2 separate regions of the Arabidopsis thaliana genome follow, and region 2 is linked to region 1. The links are chromatin contacts, called in public capture Hi-C maps. All regions are on one chromosome and are shown on one strand. The core of a region is the stretch at or near the end of the contact, and the rest is flanking DNA. Distances in the headings are between cores, read along the strand shown.

Region 1 (4,517 bases), core at 853-3,352:
CAGAGGTAGAAAACAGTGAGGCTCTTGTAGGTTGATGAAATCTCAAAGATTTTGGAAGGCAAGGTTGTGGCTGTGTAAGTAGCGTTGCAAAAAGAACCTTCCAGCTCTGCTCTAGCAAGTCTAAGAGTGTTAGATGTTTGATCTATATGGAGAACATTGTAAAAGTGGTCTGAGATGATTATAGAGGCCATGTTGTTATAGCAGTGAAGCTCCAACGATGGATGACCGCAAATTTGAGGACGATTCCCACCGGAGAAAGGGAAACCAGCGGTGATGTTCCCACACTGAAACTTAGCTTCACACCACCCGAGTTCTTGTTTACTTGAAGCAGAAAGAAGAGGGTGGAAAGAGGAGAAGAGGAAAAACAAGAACATACAAGAAGTTGGGAGATAGTACATGATTTGTTGAGAGTTATGAACACTGTCTTTTGTGTTTGGTTTATGTTGAGAGAGCAAAGGAAGTGATTTAAACAAAGAGAGAGAGAAAGAGACTTGAAGAGGAGACTTGTGGTGTCATTTATTAGTTTACTTTGGAAGACTTTTTGTACTTTGTTTTCTCTTTTGTCTAAAGCTAAGATTTTGGAAGACTATATGGATATAGTGCACTTATTAAAGTTGATGGACGGTCCGGTCATATCAAACTCTTGGAAATTAAACAAAAAAGCAATATATAGAGATACATAAATTGATTTAAAACATTGTTAATCAATTAGTGAAATAGATTGGCGACTAAACGCTAAATTAATGCCAAATCGGAAAAAAAATATATCAAACAAGTTATGTTATATATCTTGCATCACCGTCTTTCTAAGCTCACTAATAAGTTATGTCTAATACGTCAAAGAAAATTGATAGGAAATGATAGTGATGGATAAGAAACTTACCAGTTGGTGAATGGTGTGGTTTGCATTTGACTTCGAATGGAAAGTTTTCATCGAAGCCACAGGATTCATTAGAGTATGAACATGCTTGACAAGCTTTCATGATGACATTCATGTTCACCTCAAAGCCCTTTTCCAAAACACTTTCCAAATTGGCTATATTCAATTTTTTCTCTTTCGTGACGAAACTCGTGGGAACGTTTGCGGCAAAATTGGGAAAGCAGGTTTCGTGATCTTCAGGGTTTCCAGACACTGAGATTGGACCTATAACAGGACATGTATAATTCGAAAGGTCAGGAAGAACCGGGTAACAGTGGTAGAATGTGACGCTCTTGTAGGCCGGAGAAAGTTCGAAAATTTCTGGTGGTAAGGTTGTGTTGGTGAATGTAAGGGAGCAAAAGGAATGTAAAAGGTCTGGTCTGGCGAGTGTAAGACTGTAAGATGTTTGATCGACATGGAGAACAAAGAACTCTTGGTCTGAGATGAATAAAGAGGTACTCTTGTTTTGGTCGCAGCGAAGCTCTAGCAATGGATGACCGCAATGTTTGTGACGATCCCCTCCCCAGAAAGGAAAACTGGCGGTGATGTTCCCACACTGAAACAGACTCTCACACTTACTTGATTCACAAGGAAGATGGTAGAATAAGGAGAAGAGGATGAAGAACATCAAACTAGAACTGAGGGGATAGTACATGATTTGTTTGAGATCTATGAACAACGTGTTTTATGTTTTTGGTTTGTGTTGAGAAGAAATAAGAGGAATTGATTTAAACAAAGAGATATAAAGAGAGAGCGATAAGCATAAATGAGGTGGAAACGGCAACGGGCCTGAGGACTAAGTCAAGTGAGGATTGTGACACAAACAAAGACTAATTTGGGATGTCAGTATTAGTTTACTTTGACAAGACTTTTTGTTCCTTGTTTTTTCATTCCTTCTCCCTAAGCTAAAAATTGAAAAACTCTTATTTAGTACATGAATCATGCTGCGCATTTGAGGATATTGCGGGAACATGATATAGACTATAGAGCATGAAAAATGTCTTAAACAGTGGTGGATTCTCAGAAATCAATTTTATCAAAATATAAATAAGTTCTATATAATAGAAGGTAAAAATTCCTAAATATAAATTGTGAGAAAATTTGGAGGTTCAAACACTAAATTTTTCATTTAAAAATTTAGCATATATTATATATATGTTAAAAACATGGCTTACTATAGTTGTTTGATATGTCTAAGTAAAGTGTTAAACAAAAAAAAAGGTATTCAGAATGAGAAAGATTCAATAAATATCTCGAGTTGTTCAAGAAAATGGATATTAAATGATTGCGAATCTGTGATGCATACGAAACTTACCAGGTTGTGGCGGTGGTTGTGTTGTTGGATTGAGTGGACTGCATTTACCTCCCACTGGCAAGGTTTCATTAAAGCCACAACTTCCATGAGAGGATAAACATTCTTGACATGATGTATCATCGATCTTCACTTTTACTTCAAATCCTTTACTTAAAACACTTTCCAAATTGGTCATATTCAACTCTTTCTCTCCTGCACCAAAACGTGTAGGAACAATCACGGTGAAAGTGTCACCGCAGATTTTATGATATTCATGGTTTTCAGACACAAAGATAAAACCTCTCATAGGACATTTATAACTCGAAACGTAATGAGTCAATAAGAAGCAGTAGTAGAAAACGGTGAGCCTCTTGTAAGTTGGAGAAAGCTCGAAAATATTTGGAGGCAAGGTTATGGTAGTGAAAGTAGAGTTGCAAATTGAACCTAAAAGGTCTGTTCTAGCAAGTTTAAGTGTTTTAGACGTTTGATTTAGATGTAAAACATAGAACTCTTGACTTGAGATGAATAAAGAGGTGATGTTTTTGCTGCAGTGAAGCTCCAGCGATGGAAGACCGCAATGTTTTAGACGATTCCCTCCCCAGAAGGGGAAACCAGCGGTGATATTCCCACACTGAAACTGAGTCTCACATAATCGAAGTTCTTGTATACTTGAAGAACAAGCAAGAGAAATTAAAGAAAAGAGGAAGAACAGGACAAAACATAAAGTGGGGTAGTAGTAGTACATGTTGTTTGAGATATGAACAAAGTGTCTTCTGGGTTTAGTTTATGTTGAAAAGAGCAGAGGAAATGAATTAAACAAAAAAAAGAGATAAGCATACAAGTTGAGGTTGAAAGGTGAAGGGCTTGAGGACTAAGTCAAGTGAGGATAGTGACAGAAGCGAAGACTTGGGATGTCAGTATTAGTTTACTTCGAAAAGATTTTTGTTTTTGTTTTGTTTTGTTTTTTCTTCTTCCTCAAAGCTTAAAAAATTGAAAAATATTTCCTAATATTTTGAAATTTCTCTATTTAAGGAAATTTCCGAAACATTACGGTGTTTTGTAACACTTTTAGAGCCTGATCAGGTTTCGAACTGTTGGGTACTTGGGTACAATCATGAATCAAGGTGCAGTCATTTGAATTGATGGACGATATATATGAGCCTCTTAGATCATTTCCATTGGCAGTATCTCATAAAAGTTTTTCACAATTAAAAAAATAAAAATAATAAAAATGAAGGAGAGAGTGTAGAAAGTTTCTCACTTGAAAAACTCTGAGATACTCTATACAACCCATCATGACAATTCTCATCTCACTATTGGTTTAATTTTTTAACAAAAATACTTTTTTAATCAAATAATCAAATTATAATATAATATTAATATTTTTTTGTTTGAGAAATTTTGTGGGTTTCTCATGGAGATGGCCTTAGAAACTATAAGCTACATAATTTTATGACTTTTCTCCACGACACACAGAAAAGTATTTAACGTTGGCCAAGACACGGAACCACACCACATTAAATGTACTAGTACAGAAGGAAGTATGTATGTGGCACCTGCCGTTTCCCAAAAACTCACACCGTCAAAGGGGCTTGCATTTGGCCGACCAAGTCAGATATGTCGCCGTCAAACCCATCCAAACATATCTTTCTGATATTTATCGAGGTAAAATCACACGAACGCAGAAACTCATACCATCAATCCGGTAACTTGGTGTATGAATCTGATTCATTAAAAACTAGAAATACCCTCTAATATTTTAAAATTAGGAGACTGACAAAAACTTCAACAAACAAGCATTACTTTCTTGGGAATATTTTTTTCTCTTCCGTTGCAACTCTCTTTTGACGTACTTCGTTAGATATCAGAATTTCCTTGTAGCTTCCTTTTACTCTCACTACAAAATAGATTAGACTGTGAACTGCCCTTGAATATAGTCTAGAAAACTATAACTTTAATTTTTTCCAAATCTTTTCTAGTTTTTAACTATTTTATAAATCATGTTAATGAAAAGACACGACACCAGGTGTTCCATGCATTTGTTTTCACCATTTGCATTTGCTCTGAGACTAACATGCCTTCGAAAGCCCTTCCATTCCACGACCACGATAAATAAGGTCCAAATTAACAAAATTTAGTCAAGCAAACAGAATTTTGGGTCCCCACGGTTACGTTAAGCTACCATTGCTTTATAACGATGTCTTACATTTTCTGTAAATCTATATATTTTAGTTGTGAAAAATCATTACAAAAGGGTAAAAGTCGTACGCGTTTCTGTTTCAAACACAGTTTTGGTTTTTTCTC
Region 2 (4,517 bases), core at 622-3,121, 210 kb before region 1:
GTAAACAATGGAGTCTGAGAAAAAGATAGCTCATGAGATCGGTGGTGTCAAAAACGACGCTCTTCGATTTGGTCTTCACGGCGTTAAGAGCAACATCATCGGATCTCACCCACTCGAATCGTCATACGAATCTGTAAAACTATCCTCCCCGATTTAGTTTTTCTTTGTTTGTTAGTTTGAAATTGAATCTGTTTGTTCCTTGGTTAACTGAGAAATTAGCTTACGAAAGGAACTTAAGTGTGTTTGATTAGCATTCCTGAATCTCTTCTATCGCCTGATTAGTTGATTACTTTGTTTTGCAATTCGCAAATTTAGGGTTCAATTTGAGTAGAAACTGTTGTTTCAATCTTACTAGGGTTCTAAATTGGGTTAATAATTAGGGTTCTGTTCTTACTCTCTAGATCTTGAATCTCTGTTGATTCATCGGTTTCAGGAAAAGAAATCGAAAGAGGCGTTGAAGAGGACGGTCATTGCGCATGCCTACGGGACTGCACTTCCGTTGAAGATGGATATGGATAGGCAAATTCTCTCAAGGTAAGCTTCTGCTAATACTTCTTTGTACTGGAACACTCAGATTTACATGAAATGTGTGAATCAATGCATTGAGAAGCTATTCTATGTTGCTTAGTAAGATGCACACACTTAATAGGTCCCAATTATGTATAATGGTTGTGTGCATTAGTGGTATCTATTGTGTACTCAAAACTATCTGTGTGTATCATTGAGCTCAGGGTCTAAACTGTTTGCTGTATTATCTGCTGGTTGTTAATAGCACTATGAAAATAAGTTGTATAGTTCTCAATTTTTTCTTTTTCTCTGGAATATTTAGGTTTCAGAGACCTCCTGGACCAATTCCGTCGTCGATGCTCGGTTTAGAAGTCTACACGGGAGCTGTGGATGACTTTGGTTTTGAGGATTACTTGAATGGTAAATGTCTTTTACTCCAATTGCAAGTGTCTCAATGCTAGATTCACTTCTTTAGATCAGTAGAAACCAATTTGATGGTATCTCAGTAATTCAGTATGTATATCGGTTAGCTGAATCTAGTTTTTTTCATCACTTGCAGATCCTCGTGATTCCGAGACATTCAAGCCGGTAGACTTCCACCACGGGATGGAAGTTCGTCTTGGCATCTCAAAGGGACCGATTTACCCAAGTTTCATGTAACCCTTCATGGGTGGTTTTTTTTATCGGTTGTTTTTGGATCATGACTCATCGTGTATGAACTTATTTCAACCTTAGACTTGTATTCTCTCTTGAGTTAAGTTTGAAATCAGATGAAACAATGATGAATATGATTGAACAATCAATTCTAGTATATGTTAAAACTTTGAAAGAATATTGTCAAATGAAGGAATCATCACGTATCCACTCAAGGATTGACACTGTCAGCAGTAATAAGAGAGTCAGATTGGCTAACACAGTTACGTAATTGAACTGAGAGGGATTCACACGTATGAAAGTGAGAAATCGAGAGGGATTCTAAAGGAGAAAAAAGCTTAAAAAATCCTCATTTATTTTTAATTTGGTCGTTTAATATCTGTACTTTTAAAATTGGAAGAAAAATACACAAGTTAATTTCGATTGCCTATAAAAGCACTGATTTTTTAAATGTTGGTAACTTCATGCTCTCGAGTTAACGATTGTTAGTTTTGCTAACAGAACCACTAAATGTGGTTAAAACATAACCACACGTGGTTAATTAGTCCAATTTAAAGACACTGTTGCCCTTTCTCATTCTCCCCAAATCGATTTCAAATTCACAAACCCTAAAAAAATTTCTATCTTTGCTTATTTCTCAAAGATGATGAGCCAAAGTTCATGATCTGATGCAAATTCAATCAGCCGTAGCTGGGGTCCTGTTTGCAGTTGTGGTAGGGCTACGACAATTACTAAGGCTTGGACAAATGAAAATCCTGGTAGAAGATTTGTTAGATGTGGTGTTCATGGCTTCATCAACTGGGCAGATGCAGAGAAGCCATTTGGTTGGCAAAAACAGAGCTTATTGGAGGCTAGAGATGAGATTCGGCAGCTAAGCGAGTGTATAAAGGCTTTGAGGGAACAGAAGGTGAGTGTCTCAGTGTCTGGCTCAAACGACCATTTGAAGAAGTATGAGGAAGAGAATAATAAGCTTGAGGAAGAGAAGAAGAAGCTTGTAGAAGAGAAGAAGAAGCTTGAAGAAGAGAAGAAGAAGCTTGATGAAGAGAAGAAGACACTTGCAATTGAAGTTATGGGTGCTAATGAGAGAGAAAAAATGCTTAGGCAATTGATTGTGTTGTCTTGGGGATGTTTCATTGTTGTCATTGGGATGTGCCTTGGAATGGGAAAGAAGTAGGTCCTAGTTCATTGTCTTGTTCGGGACATAACGTTGTTGATGCTAAGGTTGTTTGTTGTTTTGTTATTGGGGAACCTTTGTTGTTGTAAAACTTTAACTCTTTGTTTCGATAATCAAAATGCTACTTTAATTGATCAAAAGAGCCGTTAGAAATAGTAAGATCCCATCAAAAACAATTCAGGATCTTACCAACCAAAACACATCATCCTACATAGATATCATCCTAGAAAGTAATCCTACAAAGTCATTAAGGACAAAGAGAACATAAGTCATTCCTACTTCTTCTCAGGTCGCCATACATCGAAGACCTTATCAGTTTAAGGGGACATAAAAAAGACAGGAGGTCTTGGAGCTTCATCGGATCCTTTACCACGTCCCTTGCCTTTACTTTTACTTTTGCCTTGACCATTTTTTACTCCTGGAGGACGTCCACGAGCACGACCTGTACCACTTGAAGGAGCTGCTGGAGCACTAGAATGCTGCGGAATTTGAGTCGGTTGACTGAGAGCAATAGGTGGGTTGGACTGACTTTGAGCAACATGTGGGTTGGAATACTGACTTTGAGCAACATTTGGAGCATTTCTCCACCTTCTTGGAGCATTGTTGATGCTCCATGGATCATCATCCTCCTACAACAATTGTGAGGAAGAAGGCTAAGATGGTCGTGTGCTTAAATATGGGCCAAGAGAGAGTCAGAATACGTACCATTGACTTCCTTGGTCTTCCTCTTTTGCGTGGAGGAGCTGATTGCACTGTTGGTTTTTTGCAAGTTCCCTTATTGTGACCTATTTCCTTACAATTGCTACAAGTCACTGTTTTTCCTTCTCTGGTTAGCTTATTTGGATTAGTTGCTGATTCGCCTGGCTCTTTTATCCTATCAAACTTCTTTGGTCGTCCTCGTTTCTTCCTCTTATCTGGCACCTCATATATGTTTTCACTGCTTTTGAGAACTGAACAAAACTTGGCTGACTTGCGGTTGCCTTCAAGGATCTCCATTATTTTAGGTGGAAACCTTGTCTCGCATTTCATTGTCTTCCCACACAGCTTAGCAATACGCTTCATGGAGGTTCTCCTTACTTCTTCTAGCATATTTATCACAGGGAGGTTCCTTGCGTCCCTAATGGTTCTATTAAAACTCTCACAAAGATTGTTGGAAACATCTTCACATCTAGAATGAGTACTGAAGAAGGCTCTGCACCATGTTCTTGGATCGGTCTTCAGCAAATCGTCATGTGCTTGTGGGTCATATAATCTCAAAGCATCCATGTTCCATCTGTAATCCCCATTTGTTGAGCTGTAAGCAATAGCCCAGAAATAGCTTTCATGGCTGTAATCGCTATATACCTTCCTCCAATTAGCATAAATGTGCCTAGCACAGTGCCTGTGTTCTGCTTGTGGAAGTAAATCAGCAACAACATTGATTAACCCCTTCTTCTTATCTGATATAACAGTCAGAAGACTCCCTAAACCTAAACCCAAATCTGTCTTCAAGTGCTCAACAAACCAGGCCCACGAGTCATTGTCCTCAACTCTTACTATTGCCCAAGCAATAGGATAAATCCTATTGTCAGCGTCCCTGCCAACTGCTGCTAGAATCTCACCCTTCAGTTCCCACTTCAAAAAAGCCCCATCTAAACCAACAATAGGCCTACAACATTCCTTCCAAGTTCTTCTCATATTCTCAAAACATATGTAAAATTTATCAAATTGCTGCTTACCGCAATCCTGAGGAATCGTGACAATCTCTGTGTGGATGTCCTTATTAGACCTTTGCAACTCTGCCTCATAATCCCATAGTTTTGCAAACTGTTCTCTCTGTGTTTGTATCACCATATCAAATGCCAATCTTCTTGCTTTTTGACAAATCCACTTAGAAACAGAGATCGTGTAACGCATCATAATCTCATCTTTAATGTCAGTCCATCTCAAAGTCGGCCTCCTTCTTGCTTCATCTCTGAATAGTCTAGCAATTACACCTTGCTTCAACATCCTAGCTTTACCACTTATAGCATGTTCATGCTCATCAACATATGTTTTGACTACACCCACTTATTTAGCCGCTTATCAACTGAACAGTAAATCTTCCATTTGCAATTCTCATGCCTACATATAGCCATCAACTGTGTTTGAGCCCACTTACACAACTTCACATCGTAGTTTGCCTTGAGAACATACCTCAGTA

The links. Capture Hi-C pulls out chosen DNA fragments and counts their contacts.
Region 2: a capture Hi-C map of seedling shows a contact between it and region 1, with 1.6 times the contacts expected there. A contact is called at or near these places in 2 of 3 other capture datasets (root and seedling).

The regions. Positions count from the first base shown.
Region 1 is chr1:24,947,213-24,951,729 of TAIR10.1, reverse strand. AT1G08857 (a long non-coding RNA gene) reads left to right here and starts at 2,102. Exons shown (of 2, transcript NR_139511.1): 1 at 2,102-2,664; 2 at 2,765-3,337. It overlaps AT1G66880 (Protein kinase superfamily protein), which reads right to left. Exons shown (of 9, transcript NM_105359.3): 2 at 2,235-2,844; 3 at 884-1,438; 4 at 1-295.
Region 2 is chr1:25,160,458-25,164,974 of TAIR10.1, reverse strand. It overlaps AT1G67235, which reads left to right and starts at 1,871. Exons shown (of 1, transcript NM_001334284.1): 1 at 1,871-2,468. The coding sequence starts at 1,871. The coding sequence ends at 2,335. AT1G67250 (Proteasome maturation factor UMP1) reads left to right here. Exons shown (of 4, transcript NM_105394.4): 1 at 1-133; 2 at 434-534; 3 at 830-927; 4 at 1,067-1,376. The coding sequence starts at 8. The coding sequence ends at 1,167. It also overlaps the pseudogene AT1G67240.